Regions from separate parts of the Mus musculus genome. Here regions 1 and 2 are each linked to region 3. Evidence: chromatin contacts called from public HiChIP or PLAC-seq and promoter capture Hi-C data. All regions are on one chromosome and are shown on one strand. The core of a region is the stretch at or near the end of the contact, and the rest is flanking DNA. Distances in the headings are between cores, read along the strand shown.

The links. Promoter capture Hi-C pulls out the DNA fragments that hold promoters and counts their contacts. HiChIP or PLAC-seq counts read pairs in DNA pulled down with a chosen protein or histone mark.
Region 1: a FOXA1 HiChIP or PLAC-seq map of pancreatic cancer cells shows a contact between it and region 3. The contact joins the promoter of Gprc5c here to the promoter of Cpsf4l in region 3. A contact is called at or near these places in 1 of 39 promoter capture datasets (liver) and 1 of 115 datasets of contacts at active chromatin or transcription factors (pancreatic cancer cells).
Region 2: a promoter capture Hi-C map of hippocampal neurons shows a contact between it and region 3, with 5 times the contacts expected there. The contact joins the promoter of Kif19a here to the promoter of Cpsf4l in region 3.

What each region holds. Positions count from the first base shown.
Region 1 is chr11:114,849,625-114,853,914 of GRCm38.p6, forward strand. It overlaps Gprc5c (G protein-coupled receptor, family C, group 5, member C), which reads left to right and starts at 1,908. Exons shown (of 5, transcript NM_001110337.1): 1 at 1,908-2,262.
Region 2 is chr11:114,762,743-114,767,130 of GRCm38.p6, forward strand. Kif19a (kinesin family member 19A) reads left to right here and starts at 2,647. Exons shown (of 20, transcript NM_001102615.1): 1 at 2,647-2,810. The coding sequence starts at 2,772.
Region 3 is chr11:113,706,756-113,711,261 of GRCm38.p6, forward strand. Cpsf4l (cleavage and polyadenylation specific factor 4-like) reads right to left here and starts at 2,771. Exons shown (of 8, transcript NM_026682.2): 1 at 2,632-2,771; 2 at 2,049-2,099. The coding sequence starts at 2,734.

The DNA.
Region 1 (4,290 bases), core at 658-3,157, 1.1 Mb after region 3:
CTTTGAAGGCAGATTTTGTTACAAGAAGGGGGCCTTAGAGAACAGGGAAGAGCTAAGAGTTCTCAGATACTGGCCTCCTTTCTAAGACCAGCTGCCTCACAAGGCTAGCTGAGGGCAGGGCTCAGCCCCAGTGGGACAGTCCCTTTTAAGTGACTCTCAGTGTGTGACCAGGCCGGATAGATAACCCTGCCCGGTGGGAAGCAGGGGCTAAGAGTGTGGTTTTGTTTGGAGACAGAATCTTATGTAGTCCAGCCTGCCTCTTCTCCCCAAGGGCTAGAGCTACAGGTGTGAGCCAAGCAGGGCAAACCAGTCATATAGTTTTGGAGACTGTAGGGAAAAGAGAAGACAGAAAATTGAGATCCTTTGCAGGGTCTTGACACTCACCCCCCCAGCCCCCCCCCCCCCCAAGCTGGCTTTTCACAGATGCCAAAAAGCCCTCAGCAGAGTTAGGCATTGGTCACCTAGTTAATGAAAACCAGGCAGAGGCCAGGGAGACTTTCACCGTTCACTTAGGTCTAACCAGTCTGTTTGCCTTTCTAGCTAGCGTGGGCACTAACTGCCTGCTCCATTCAAGCCTTGACACCTGAGCCTTAGATCTCTAACCTTGGGTTGGGAGGTGGATTTAGGAATGGGAGCGGGTACCCCCACAGCAGCCACCCACTGAAATAGTTCGAGCTTTGCCACATTCCCCAGACCTGACAGAAACTACAGGGCACAGGAAAGGATTCAGGGTTCTAGAAAGTCTGGGCCCCACAGGCTTCTCCCCCCCACACCCCCCTTAAATAAACATTCCTCCTAGAGTCAGAAAAGAACAGAGCGGTGAGGAGGAACCGGCCGAAGGTTTTATCGCTCCGGCAACTCCGGGTGATTCATTGAGTTTAGACTCCAGGTTGTCATAGATGGAGGTACTCAAACACACAGCCAGTCGGGGAGGTACGGGTCACTAGCTCCCTGACCTCCTCCACCTGGCTATCCCCTCGCCTGTGACCAGCTGCCTCCCCCCTCCCGCCCCCCCGCCCCCCCCCCCTCCTCGCGGGAGCCCAGGATTGAGCAAACACGCCCTGCAGCCTGCCCAGCCACCGGCTGGCTCCGACCGCGCTCCTGGCGATCCCCCAGGCAACTCGGCGTCGCGAGAACCCGCACCCTGAGACCCGACTCCCTGCCCTCCCCCAGAGTCCCCAAGGCCCCTGTCAGGCCCAACAACCTCTCCCTTGCTCTTGCGACTTGTCCCCTACGGGGATACAGCGCAATGCAACCAGACCCACTCAGTGCTCCAAAGACAGCACAACTCACTCCCGCGGGATCCCAGGTCCCCAGAGAAAGTGGCCGGAAAGAAAAAAATCTCTTGTTTACTGGGCCAGATAGGCCTCAGCTGGGATTCGCTTCCCTATTTCTGCGGTTTCTTTTCAGCAGATTCCCGGGGCTGGAGGAGAAAGGGTGGATCCGCCCGGGCAGGGAGTGGGGGTGTGGTTCAGGGGAATCTGAATTCGTGGAAAGGTCTTCAGACTTCGGGAGAGGCTGGACTTAGAGTCAGCAACAACGTGGCCAGGAGCGCACAGACCACAGGGATCCTGTTAAACACTACCTCGGGAACAAAACTGAGAGGCTAATTAGGACAGGTCACCACAGGGAACCGGGACGCGGGGAGGGGAGCCCGCGTTGTAAGAAACTCGGGCGTGGGGTAGTCAGGCCGACAAAGACTCCGGCCAACAGCCCGCAGGGGTTCTGGACTCAGTCCACAGATTTAGGGACGTGCGCCGTGACATTCCCTCGTGATCTTGGAGACTGGGCTCTTCGGGAAGGATCACGCACGAAAGAGGAGGACGCTCCGTGTGCGCTGTGTCCACGTGTGCAAGCTCGCTAGGGGAGGGGGCGCGGAGCCGTGACAAAGACGGACTTTGTGTCCTAGTGTGTTCCTCGCTCCAGCCCGGAGCAGCGAACTGTGCCAGGCATGTGTCTCATGGGAAAGCCAGGACGAAAGTGACAAAGGTTGGGTGTCTGTCACGGGTAGACGCGCCAAGGTGGCCACCGTGAGTCTGTGGGTGCGTGCGATCGCTGGGAGATGCAGCCTAGGGGTGTACTGAGCTGCACCCCGAACCTCTTTCGGGAGAGAAAGGCGAATCCAGAAAGTGAGTACGCGCAAGTGCGCGCGCGCCCGCGTGCGGGGGCGTGGCAGTAAACAGCAACAACCCACTAGTCAGTTTGGCCAGAAACTCCGATCGCCTTTCCCAACCCGAAAGTGCGCGTCGGCCGAGCCTGGAGGTGAGTCGGAGGGGGCAGGGCCGGGCGCGCTTTGTTACTGGGGATTAGGATTGCTCGTACCTGGAGCGCTGCTGGCCCCGGAGGAGCGCCGGGAATGGAGGTGATGTCACGGTGATGCAGCCCGGCCCACCCTGGCCGAGAGAGGGGAGCACTGTGCCTGGGGAGGCGGGCGGGAGAGCGAGCCACTGAGCGCGCTTAGCTCAGTGCTCAGTCGGGGGTCCCTGGGAGGCAGGCCCCCGCACCTTTGCTCAGGCCTGGTCACCCCCCGCCTGAACGGGCTCTGGCCCCGCGCCCTGCTTTGAGTCCCTCCTACGCCCGCCGGCGCCCTGCCTGGGGCCGAAGTTGGCTCTGAGCGCGGCGCCGGAGCGGGCTGGCTGCGCGTCCCAGGTAAGGGCTGCTGCCTCGGCGCTCCGCCCTAGCCATCGGCCCGCAGGAAGGGCTGGGTCCAGCTGGCTGGGAAAGGGAGAGGGCCGAGGCCCCCGGTGAAAACCCAAGGGGTGGGTGACGATGCACCCACTCTACAAGTTCGCAGAAAGTTTCCAAACCCGAGCCAGCTGGGGATTTAATGGCTCGGGGAAGCCAGGTTCTGCGGCCGGGGGTGTTCCGCAAGGGATCTTAGTGTCGGAGAGCTGTTCCTCTATCCACTCTCGTAGTGGGAGGCTACGGTCGACTGTGACTGTAGGTTGGCTTCCTTTCCTTATTTCGCGGCAGTGCGTGGGGAGGGCAGGTTTCTGTGACCAGAGGGATTAGGGACAGAGAGCCTGGTCCTTTGCTCTTTCGGTTCGAACTTTCAGGGGCGTAGAGTGTTGACACAGTCCAGTTGGAATAGGGAGGTGAAGGCTCAGGATCTCTCCGCGGGAAGTTTGGAATTTCAGAGGCCTACGGCGCTTCTCCGTGTAGAGGCCTATGTTCTGGGTCCCACCCCTTATTCACCCCTGGTTTTTCCAGAGCGCTTTCCGTTTCTACTTCGCGCCCACACGTTTGCACTTACAAAGTTCTAAATCATTCCTTAAGATTTCACGATCTTGATTCTGAAGTACAGACACGAGAATATATAGAAGCGTGGCTTTGTGCTCCTGGAGAACCCCATCCCCCCAACAAGGTCTGTTCTGTGGCTGGGAGGGAGTGCTGCTGGCGATGGGGGTGGGGCACATTCCAAGCGGAGAGCAGACCCTTGATTGCTTAGAAGATCTAAGACTCGGCGTGCTGGGGTATTTTGGTCCAGTGAAAGGGAGGACAGTAAACGGGCTGTGGGTCCTCCCGTGCCTTAGCATCTCTCCAGGTCCGTTCTTACCGGGTTCGTAGACCAGCCTACTGCTTAGAGGGCCAGAGGGCTGAGACAATAGGACTGACTTGTCCAGAAAGGAGGAAGTGGTGGATAAGAGGATGGGGGAAGGCTGGACAAGTGTCCACCCAGCTTTCCAGGTCAGCTGCTGAGGGGACGCAGCCAGGGAGGAAGAAGGATGCTCTGTGGTGCCCCTGGCTGAACCGTCCCTACATCCAATGGGGCCCTAGGTGGCCATGGTCTTTGGTTTGAGTCAAACTCTGTAGCCTTGATCCTACTAGATAGCCTTCTTTCCCTTGGTGATGTGGTGAGTGTGTGTGTGTGTGTGTGTGTGTGTGTGTGTGTGTGTGTGTTGGATGCTGATTGGAGATGGAGAGATGAAGGGGTTGTTCTTCTTTCAGAAAGGTAGGAAGGGGAAGGTCTACTTTGCCTAACCTGCAACTGCTTAAAACCGGCCAGGGCTGGTCGTCAGCCCCCCAGCCTTGCCCAGGCTTCTCTGCTCCCTCTGAAGTCAGAGAGAAGGAGGGAGGGGATGTTGGACCTTGATTGCACTGCCCAGAGTCGGGGGCTGGGTCATCTTGACCCTGAGGAGAGGCTGAGTGCTGAGGTGATTAAACATAGTTGTAGGATTGATTCTAGGGAGGTGAAGTTTAAAAGCCTTTTTGTCCAGAAAATAATCTGAAGTAGAGTCTTGGCTGCAGCTGTTAAAACTTCTAGGGCCCTGTCTTACTCCTGGTAGAGAT
Region 2 (4,388 bases), core at 1,397-3,896, 1.1 Mb after region 3:
AATAGGGAGCTGGAGAGATGGCTCAGTGGTTAAGAGCACCGACTGCTTTTCCGAAGGTCCTGAGTTCAAATCTCACAACCACATGGTGGCTCACAACCATCTGCAACAAGATCTGACTCCCTCTTCTGGAGTGTCTAAAGATAGCTACAGTGTACTTACATAGAATAAATAAATCTTTAAAAAGTAAAGTAAAATAAAATAAATAAATCTTTAAAACTACAACAACAAAATAAAAAAAATAACAAAAGAAGAAGAAAAGAGAAAAAAAGAGAACTAGCCAAAGCCCAAACCAATTGACCAGGGACATGGCATTCTTGGTGGCACACACTTTTAATCCCAGCACTTGGGAGGCAGAGGCAGGCAGATTTCTCAGTTCGAGGCCAGCCTGGTCTACAGAGTGAGTTCCAGGACAGCCAGGGCTATACAGAAAAACCCTGTCTCAAAAAACCAAACCAAAAAAAAAAAAAAAAAGTAAATTCAAGGGTCTAAAATGCCACCAGAGTGGAAAGTACTGGCATATATTTATAATTATATCAGTTGGGGAGTTGAGACAGGAAGGCTGTGAGTTTGAGGCTAGCCTGGGTTAACAGTCTCAATCCCCATCTCAAAATAAAATAAAAAGGCAGAAAACCCTCTGGGCTCATGGCCCCATTCTCTTTGCAGAATGACCCATTCGCAAACTGGCCAGCCTCAGAGAGTCAGGCAGTACCTGGGACCCCCTGCAGGAGACTTTGGTTTGTAGACTTGGCTTGGTTTATATATTTATCAAACCCAGGGTTGCCAGCTGCTTCCTGCCGCTGTTTATTAATAACTATGCCCAACACCCGCTCCTGGGGGAAGCCGGGGAAACCAGTCCCAAGGCACAGGCTGACATTGGGCTCTATCTCTGGGGACCTGCCAGGTGTCTGAGACAGCCTTAAGGGATGTGGGTACTTGCTTTTCCAGCGTCTTTCCTGGATTCTAACCCCATGGAGTCTCCTTCTCTGGTCTGTGCAAGAGCTCTGGGCTCTCAGCTTCAGTGGGACAGACAATGCAAAGGACAGATCACTACATTCAGGAAGAGTTCCAACACCATCCAGGTGACAGGCAGACAGGACAGGAAAACCAGGCTCTCAGTGGCTAGGCAGGTTTAAGGCAGAGCTAGGACTAGAATCCTGTTTTGCCCAGGCCTCCTGAGACGAGGAAAATTTCCACTGGGCTCCCTGAGTGTGTAATTGTTGTTACTGTTACCAAGAATGGAAATTGCAACTGTGTATCCATTGTTCCACCTGGCCACCTGGCCTCCTGTCCGGCTTTTTTACATCGCAAAGTGATCTCACCTGCGAAATTCACAATGGAGAACTGTGTAACCCACTTTTGGTTTTGTTTGTTTGTTTGTTTGTTTGTTTGTTTAATTTTCAAGAAACTCCCCCAACCCAGAAAAAACAAACAAACAAAAAAGCCAGGGGACGGTAGCACAGGCCTTTAATCCCAGCACTTGGGAGACAGAGTCAGGGGGATCTTGTGAGTTGGAAGCCAGGATGGTCTTTCAGAACAGCCAGGGCTACACAGAGAAAAAACTGTCTTAAAAAAAAATTCAAGAAACTTGTCATAAAAGAGTTATTTTTAATGATGTGTGTGTGTGTGTGTGAGAGAGAGAGAGAGAGAGAGAGAGAGAGTACCTCATGAACTGTCTCTCCAGCATTGCCGCCCCCATTCATACTTTAAAAAATTTACATTTATATATTATGCACATGTACTAGGGAGTCCATGTGGTGATCAGAGGACAACATTTGGGTGTCAGGTCTGGCCTTTTACACATGTGGGTCTCAGGAACTGAACTCAGGTAGTGAGCTTGCAAGCTCCCTGACAGGGCAAGCCATCTGGCGGACCCTCGGATTATTTTAAGTAAGCTTATGATTTTGTGTCGAGCCACATCCATAGCTAACCTAGGCCAAATGCAACCTGAGGGGACAGGTGGACTCTCCTGGGTGGTGCTACTCTGGCAGGCAGGCCAAATCCATTCATTCTGACTTCAGGCTTGGTTTGCTAGTGTGTCTATACACTTTACTTAGCCAGGTGCCAAAAGGGTGCAGGCCAGCTTTTCACCCACCTTCTCACTCCCTCATCCTCTCTTCCTCTGGACAATGGGTGCAGCTACCCACACCCTAGGCACTGGCCTCCACCGCTGCGAAGCCAGCATTACTCCTGGAAACTTGAGGCTGCTAGGCGCGCCCTGGAGACGCCCAGTAACAGTCAAGCGAGCAGCAGAAGATCGTAGCCACAGGCAAGGTTGCTTCTGCCCAGCTAGTCGCGTGCCAGGCCGGTGTCGGGAGCGCAGAAGACACAGCCAGGAGCCTCGAGCCTGGGCACGGGTGTGTGCGGAGGGGCCACCAAACGGACGCCGCTAGGCCGGGAGGAGGTCGAGACGCTCAGACCGGTGACCACTCGTACTGACAGAAAACCTCGGGACAAGCAGCAATAGCTGCAACAGAAGCGCAAGGGGGCCGGGGGTGTCCTGCGTGGAGGCGTCCTGCTCACCAAAGTTCAGGGGGCAGAGCGCAGAAGGCGGAGCGAGCATAGGGGGCGGGGCAGCACAGGGGGCGGGGCGGAGCCGGCCAGGCCCTCCTGGCCCCGCCTCCTGGTCAGCGCTCGGGCGGCAGGCGCGTTGTTGGTTTCGGGTTGTCAGGCAGCAGCGGAGGCGGAAGAGCGATCCGAGGAGGTGACCATAGTGGAGGTGCGTCTCAGCCATGCCAGCTGTCGCGGCCTGAGGCTCTTTACCTACCGCAATCATGAAGGACAGCGGTGACTCAAAGGACCAGCAACTCATGGTGAGACCCCTTATCAAGCTCCTGCTTGGTTCCCCTCCACCAAACCTGAGACTTGACAGCCTCAAACATAGTGACCACTGAGAGCAAGAGATGGGAGTCTGGGACTGTGCAGAACAACTACCCAAGTTCTCAGTGGCCAGAAGGGATGGTGGCACTTCCTGGGGTTAGGAAGTTAGCACCCCACTTCCCCTGCCCAAGTTCAGCCTTCTTTGGGCCAAGACTCAGAGGTCAAGACCCAAGAGAGGTCTCAACTATTGCCTGAGAAGGAAGCTGGGATTCTCTAGCGAATCAGAGGGCTTAAACCCAGCCAGGTCTTGCTTTAAAGGAAGATGGAGCCACAGATAGAAAGACAAAAGCCCCCGAAATAGGGGGAGCCAGCACCAAGTCTGAGGAGCAGTTAGTTATGGGCTGTGCCTCAGGCTCTGTCCAAATCAGGACTCCAGATACTTCAGAGAAATGCTAGAAGCCACCTGGATAGTCCCAGGGTCTACTGGCCTGGGAAGAATAGCCACATGGGAAGGAGTAAGGGTAGGTAGAGACCAAAGAGAGATTCTTGACTATCCGTGGTGGAAGCTGGAGCCACAAAGAGAAGCCTTGGTGCTACTCAGGTTGTAGGATAGGTGGAGATCTCTCCTCTCTCTTTCACAGCCTTCTTCCCAGTCCCTAGCCTTAACCTATGATCTGTGGAAATGGTCCTTCTGCCCCAGCAGGCAGAGCATCACTACCGAAATGCCCGAGAACCTGTTTCTGCACAGGGAAGCTTGGATTCAGCCCTAGGAGCCAGTTCCAGACTCGGTGGCACCCTCTCTGACAGTGAGAATGGCCTCTTTGAAAGAGTTTGCTCCAAGAATATTCATTGTCATTAGGGCAGGGACAAAGACCCTCCTTTCACCAAGGAGGCGTATCCAGGGAGGAGGCTGATAAAGGCAATAGGACAGTCTGTGTGGATGAAAGGAACTGAGGGTCCTTGAGGTCCACTCAGTATCCAGGCACCTCCTTTTGCTCAGCAGAAGAAATTCTCCCCAATCCCTGACTCTGGTTTTATTTTGGAGGGAGACATATCTATCTCTAAGTGGCCAGGAAATAGAGAACAGAGAAGCCCTTGGTAACACTTCCTGGGAGTGTTAGGATGCAGCCACAAGTTGCTGGAAGGACAAAGGGGAAGATTCTCATCCTATCCTCATTTCTACACCATTCTGTCCACAACCCCCCCCCCCCTTCCCAACAGTACCTCACTCTCAGATACAGACACGTGGCTCTGGTCCCCAAGGCTCCGGATTTCAGCCCAAGGGAGTGGCAAGTGTTTAATTTGGGCATGTGACTGAAGCAGCCTGTGTAGACAGTTCATCCCCTGGGGGCTCCCCCTGAGGTATACAGACTTTTGAAAAGAGACACTCAGACTCATCCAGACACCCTGTGGACCAGCTGCCCTCTGGCTCAGGCAATGCCCTAGACCCACAATGTTCTTCAGGACCAAGGAGATGCAGATGGTTGGATGCTGGAGAACACAACCCTGTTGGGAAAGGAATTCAAAGACCTTGTCATCCCTCCCTCCATGGCTACGTATGGTCCTCTTAA
Region 3 (4,506 bases), core at 1,521-4,020:
CCAGGCTGCCTTTCCCATACCCAGCCCAGCTCTTGGCATACTGTAAGTGCTTGTTGAGTTCATGACTTTTACAGGGAGGGAAATATTCTGGATTTGTTTATTCCTTATTAAATAATAATAATAATAGAGCTGGAGAGATGGCTCAGCGGTTAAGAGCACTGACTGCTCTTCCAGAGGTCCTGAGTTCAATTCCCAGCAACCACATAGTGGCTCACAACCATATGTAATGGGATCTGATGCCTTCTTCTGATGTGTCTGAAGACAGCTACAGTGTACTCATATAAATAAATCTATGAATTAAAAAAAAATCTTGGGCTGGTGAGATGGCTCAGCAGGTAAGAGCACCGGACTGCTCTTCCAAAGGTCCGGAGTTCAAATCCCAGCAACTACATGGTGGCTCACAACCATCCGTAACGAGATCTGACTCCCTCTTCTGGAGTGTCTGAAGACAGCTACAGTGTACTTACATATAATAAATAATAAATCTTTAAAAAAAAATCTTATGAGCCGGGCGTGGTGGCGCACGCCTTTAGTCCCAGCACTCGGGAGGCAGAGGCAGGTGGATTTCTGAGTTCGAGGCCAGCCTGGTCTACAGAGTGAGTTCCAGGACAGCCAGGGTTACACAGAGAAACCCTGTCTCAAAAAACCAAAAAAAAAAAAAAAAAAAAAAAAAAAAAAATTCTTATGTGTTTGTGTGTTTGTGTGTGTGTGTGTGTATGTATGTATGTATGTACGTGCTTGCGTGCCGAAGCCCTCAGAGGTCAGAAGTGCCATCAGATCTATAACTGCAGACAGTTGTGAGCTGCCAGGTGGGTGCTGGGAACTGAACCAGGGTCCTCTGCAAGAGAAGCAGATGCCTGTAACTGCTGAGTCGTCTCTCTCAGTCTTTGAAACAGGGTCTCGAGTAGCCCAGGCTGGTCTCAAATTCACTATGTTTCCAAGAATGAGCTTGGAATTCTGACCTTTCTGCCTCCAACTTCGAAGTGCGGAGACTACGGGCCTGCATCGCCAGCCGGAGATCATGAGCTTGCTGCAGGCTAGGCAAGTGATCTACCCACGCACTGCAGGCCTCCTTGGCGTGAGTTCACGACTTCAAATATTAAGGACAACACAGGCATGACATGGGTGACTCTAACAGTGGCCACACACTAGAAACATTACATTTGACCACCTCGGTATCTTTATTCAGCAGACACTGCCACTGGAAGGGAGGGCTATGTCTAAGCAAGGCTTGTTTCCATGCGTGACAAGGACATCCTCTTTGAATGCCCCCTGGCCTGCCTGCATGACTCTGTCTGTCTGTCTGTCTCTCTGTCTCACACACACACACACACACACACACACACTCCTGGCTGGCCATTCCTTGGGCTCTGGCTTTCCTCAGTAGCAGCTTTCTCTTTGAGCTGTGGCTCACTCACTCTGTAATGGACCTCGAAGGTTCTGGTTTCCCGGGGCCTGGATGGCCAGTGAGCTCCTCTTCTTCTCATGCAATCATCCCGAAAGGGCTCCAGGTCCTCTCTGCCCCACCCCCAGCCTCCTGACTTATAGGAACCGAATATTAAGGCTCTCCACGGCAGGCCCCTTAAGACTCTCTTCACCTGAGTCCATAGCCGGGCTTCAGGGTGAATTAGAAACACTACTGTTAGGGGTTAGGTATGTAGACCACTGTATGTTGCTATTGGAGGAACCTCAAAGTGACCTCCAATCCAGAAAAGAAGACCAGTAGCCAGGGTGGGGTTCAAATCAGAGACTTCTGTCATAAACTAGCTAAGGTATGTCGTCGCACAGGTGAGCAGCCTTGAGCAGATAATAATATGACCGTAGTTAGGAATTGAGAGTGTGAGCCTTGTGTGGTGACCCTCAGCATAATAAAACACAACTTCTGTGGTACCAACTACACATGGCTGGCTACCTTCTTGCTCATGACAGAGGCTGGATCCTATCTAGTCCAGGAGCCAAGCTCACACTACGTCCTAGTCCCCAGCTGAACCCAGCATGGTCCCCACAGCCGTTCCTGTCCCGGCCCAGCCCAGGCCTGACTCACTCACCTTTCACACAGAGCCCTTTAGCGAAGAAGTTGCACACAGCTGAACTGGACTCTGGAGGAGAAAGAAACCGGAGGAGAAGGTGGCGTTCCCAGAGCTGGAGCCTTGCGGCAAGTCCCACCTAAGCCTCCGGGCTTGGAGCTGCGTGGGCCCCGACTACTCTCTCTGGCTGGGCTTTGGAGTTTTGTTGTTTACCTGTTCCTTTGCCCGTCTGTTTATGCAACTGTCTCGCCCTGTAGTTCAGGTTGGACAGAACCGCCACAATCCTCCCGCCTGCCTCTCAGCCCCTTGGCGGCCCCAGTCCACCATCAAAACCAGTTCTCATTTGTCTCCGTCTGTGGAGGCTGAGTCAACGGGGTACCCTCTTCCGAAACCCTTCCCCCACCGCCCAGAACCAGTCTCTAAATTCCACTTAAACTCAGCCCACCTCTGAGGCAGGAGGTGGAAGGTTTCGGGGGCACCCAGGGAGCTCTGGCAGCTCGGAAGTCTGCCTTTCTATCCCGGGCAGTGAATACCCAGAAGCTGTGTGGGAGAGACGCACAGCACCTCCAGGACCTGAGCAGGGGACACAGGCATCGCCACTCACTGTCCATGCCCTGGAAAGGCAGTAGCCCAGTGCCCTTCTGCGATTCCACATCCAGCTCAAAGGCGAACGTGAACCCTTGCAGCCCGGCAATGACCTCCTCCATCTTCCGTCTCCCGCCGGAAAAGCAGAAAGAGCCAAGATGCCAGAACCCCCGCAGGTGGCTCCTATATAGCCCATCCGCACCTAATCCTAATTAACGGGGCCAGGCCCTATCTGATGCTGGCCCCTCTTTCTCACCCTCTCAGGTCACCTCTTCCTTCAAGGGGCCAGGTGACTGCACGTGACTTTCTGGCTGAGTGTACCCCCAGAGGCTCCTCGGCTGCCTCAGCCCTCCCACCCACCCATGCAGGTGCAGGCCTTCCAGGGCCCCACACCCCCACACTGTTCACACAACCCCCATCCTCAGCTGGGGAAGGGATTGGCAAAGACTCACACCTGCTTATCTCTGCCGATCACAGAACAGAGCCGTTGCCAAACCAGTGTCCCATTGTATGTGTGGGGATATAACTACCCATTGATGCGAACCTACTGCATACAGCGATGCCCAGGTGTTGGGTGGAGTGGGATGGGGGTAGTCAGAGGGTGTGTGGGACAGAGGAAAGGTTCCTCCACTAGGTCCCAGCCACTCTCCCTCCCACCAGGCCCTCTGAGCCTCTTTTCTAGACGGAATGACAAACCCCAAGCGTGCTCTTCCTGGAAGGGGGGTGGGGGGGGACAAAAGGAATGCAGGCCAGAAGCATCGGAAACAGTTCCATGAAGGGCCCTTTGTTTACCCCGCAGGCAATCACAATGGTAAGCTCCGAAGGAGGTGGAACCGACCCAAGGCTGGGGGTGACCTCCCAGCGAGGAATCCACTGGGCCACCCCAGAGCCTCCCTTACCCGGAGAAAATGCTTTGTAAATGAAATATCCATGCAAATGTTGTTTTATTATTATTAGGCCAACCCTGCCCTGAAGGGCTGAGGACCTCAGAATCGGCTTTCTTAGGAGCATTTTTAAAGCTCTAATTAAACCAGGCTATTTCCTTCCCCCTCCTGGGTCCTGAAGTGGCCTGGCCTCTCCAGGAGCCACTGTTACCAGGACATGTGGGCTTTTTAGGCCCTAGGAACTAGAACTAGAGACATCTCCTCCCCGGGACCCAGCGGGGAGAGGTAAGCTTGGCGCTGCAGGCCTGTGGCTGAGCCGACAGGATCCAGCCTGCCAGCTTTGTTTCCTGCGGCTGTTATGCCTAGATCTGTTGTTCTTTTGAACTCCAGATCTGAAAAGACAGCAGCTGGAGAGATAGATCCGCGCTGGGAATGGCCTTGGAGCTGGGTGGGGCTGGAGTAAGAGTAGCCTGGGATCACCCTGTACCCGGGACTGTAGGCAGAATGGCTGTCTAGGGCTGGAGATCAAGGGTCCCTGGGGAAGAGGCTCTTGCATCTCTTGACCCTATCCTTAGGTATTGATTAGGTCCTTGGTCTGTCACCTTGGGATTATTTGAGAGTCCCATGGGTCTGCTAGAGAAGGCAGAGGGGGCAACCAAGGTGCGGAAAGCTCAAGGGCACACTGCAGAGCCACGTCCTGGAGGTCACTGCCATGGGTGGGGGCTTGGGGGGCTGGAGGGACACTCAGGCTATGGGGCAGAAACAACACTGGACAGAATACGGGTTGGATGGAGGGATGAGGGCAAGGAAAGGTGGCAGAGAGTATGTTAGGAGAAAAATCTGGTGATGATGGGGGGGGGGGGGGCTTTGTCCAGAAGAGGGGCCTGACCAAGACTCAAGCAAAAACAAGCATTCAGAGAAGAAAGGGTGCAGTGGGCAGTAGGCTGGGAGGTGGAGGAGGGGAGGAGTCCTAGGCCACTTCAGAGGTTTGGATTGTTTTGTTTTGTTGT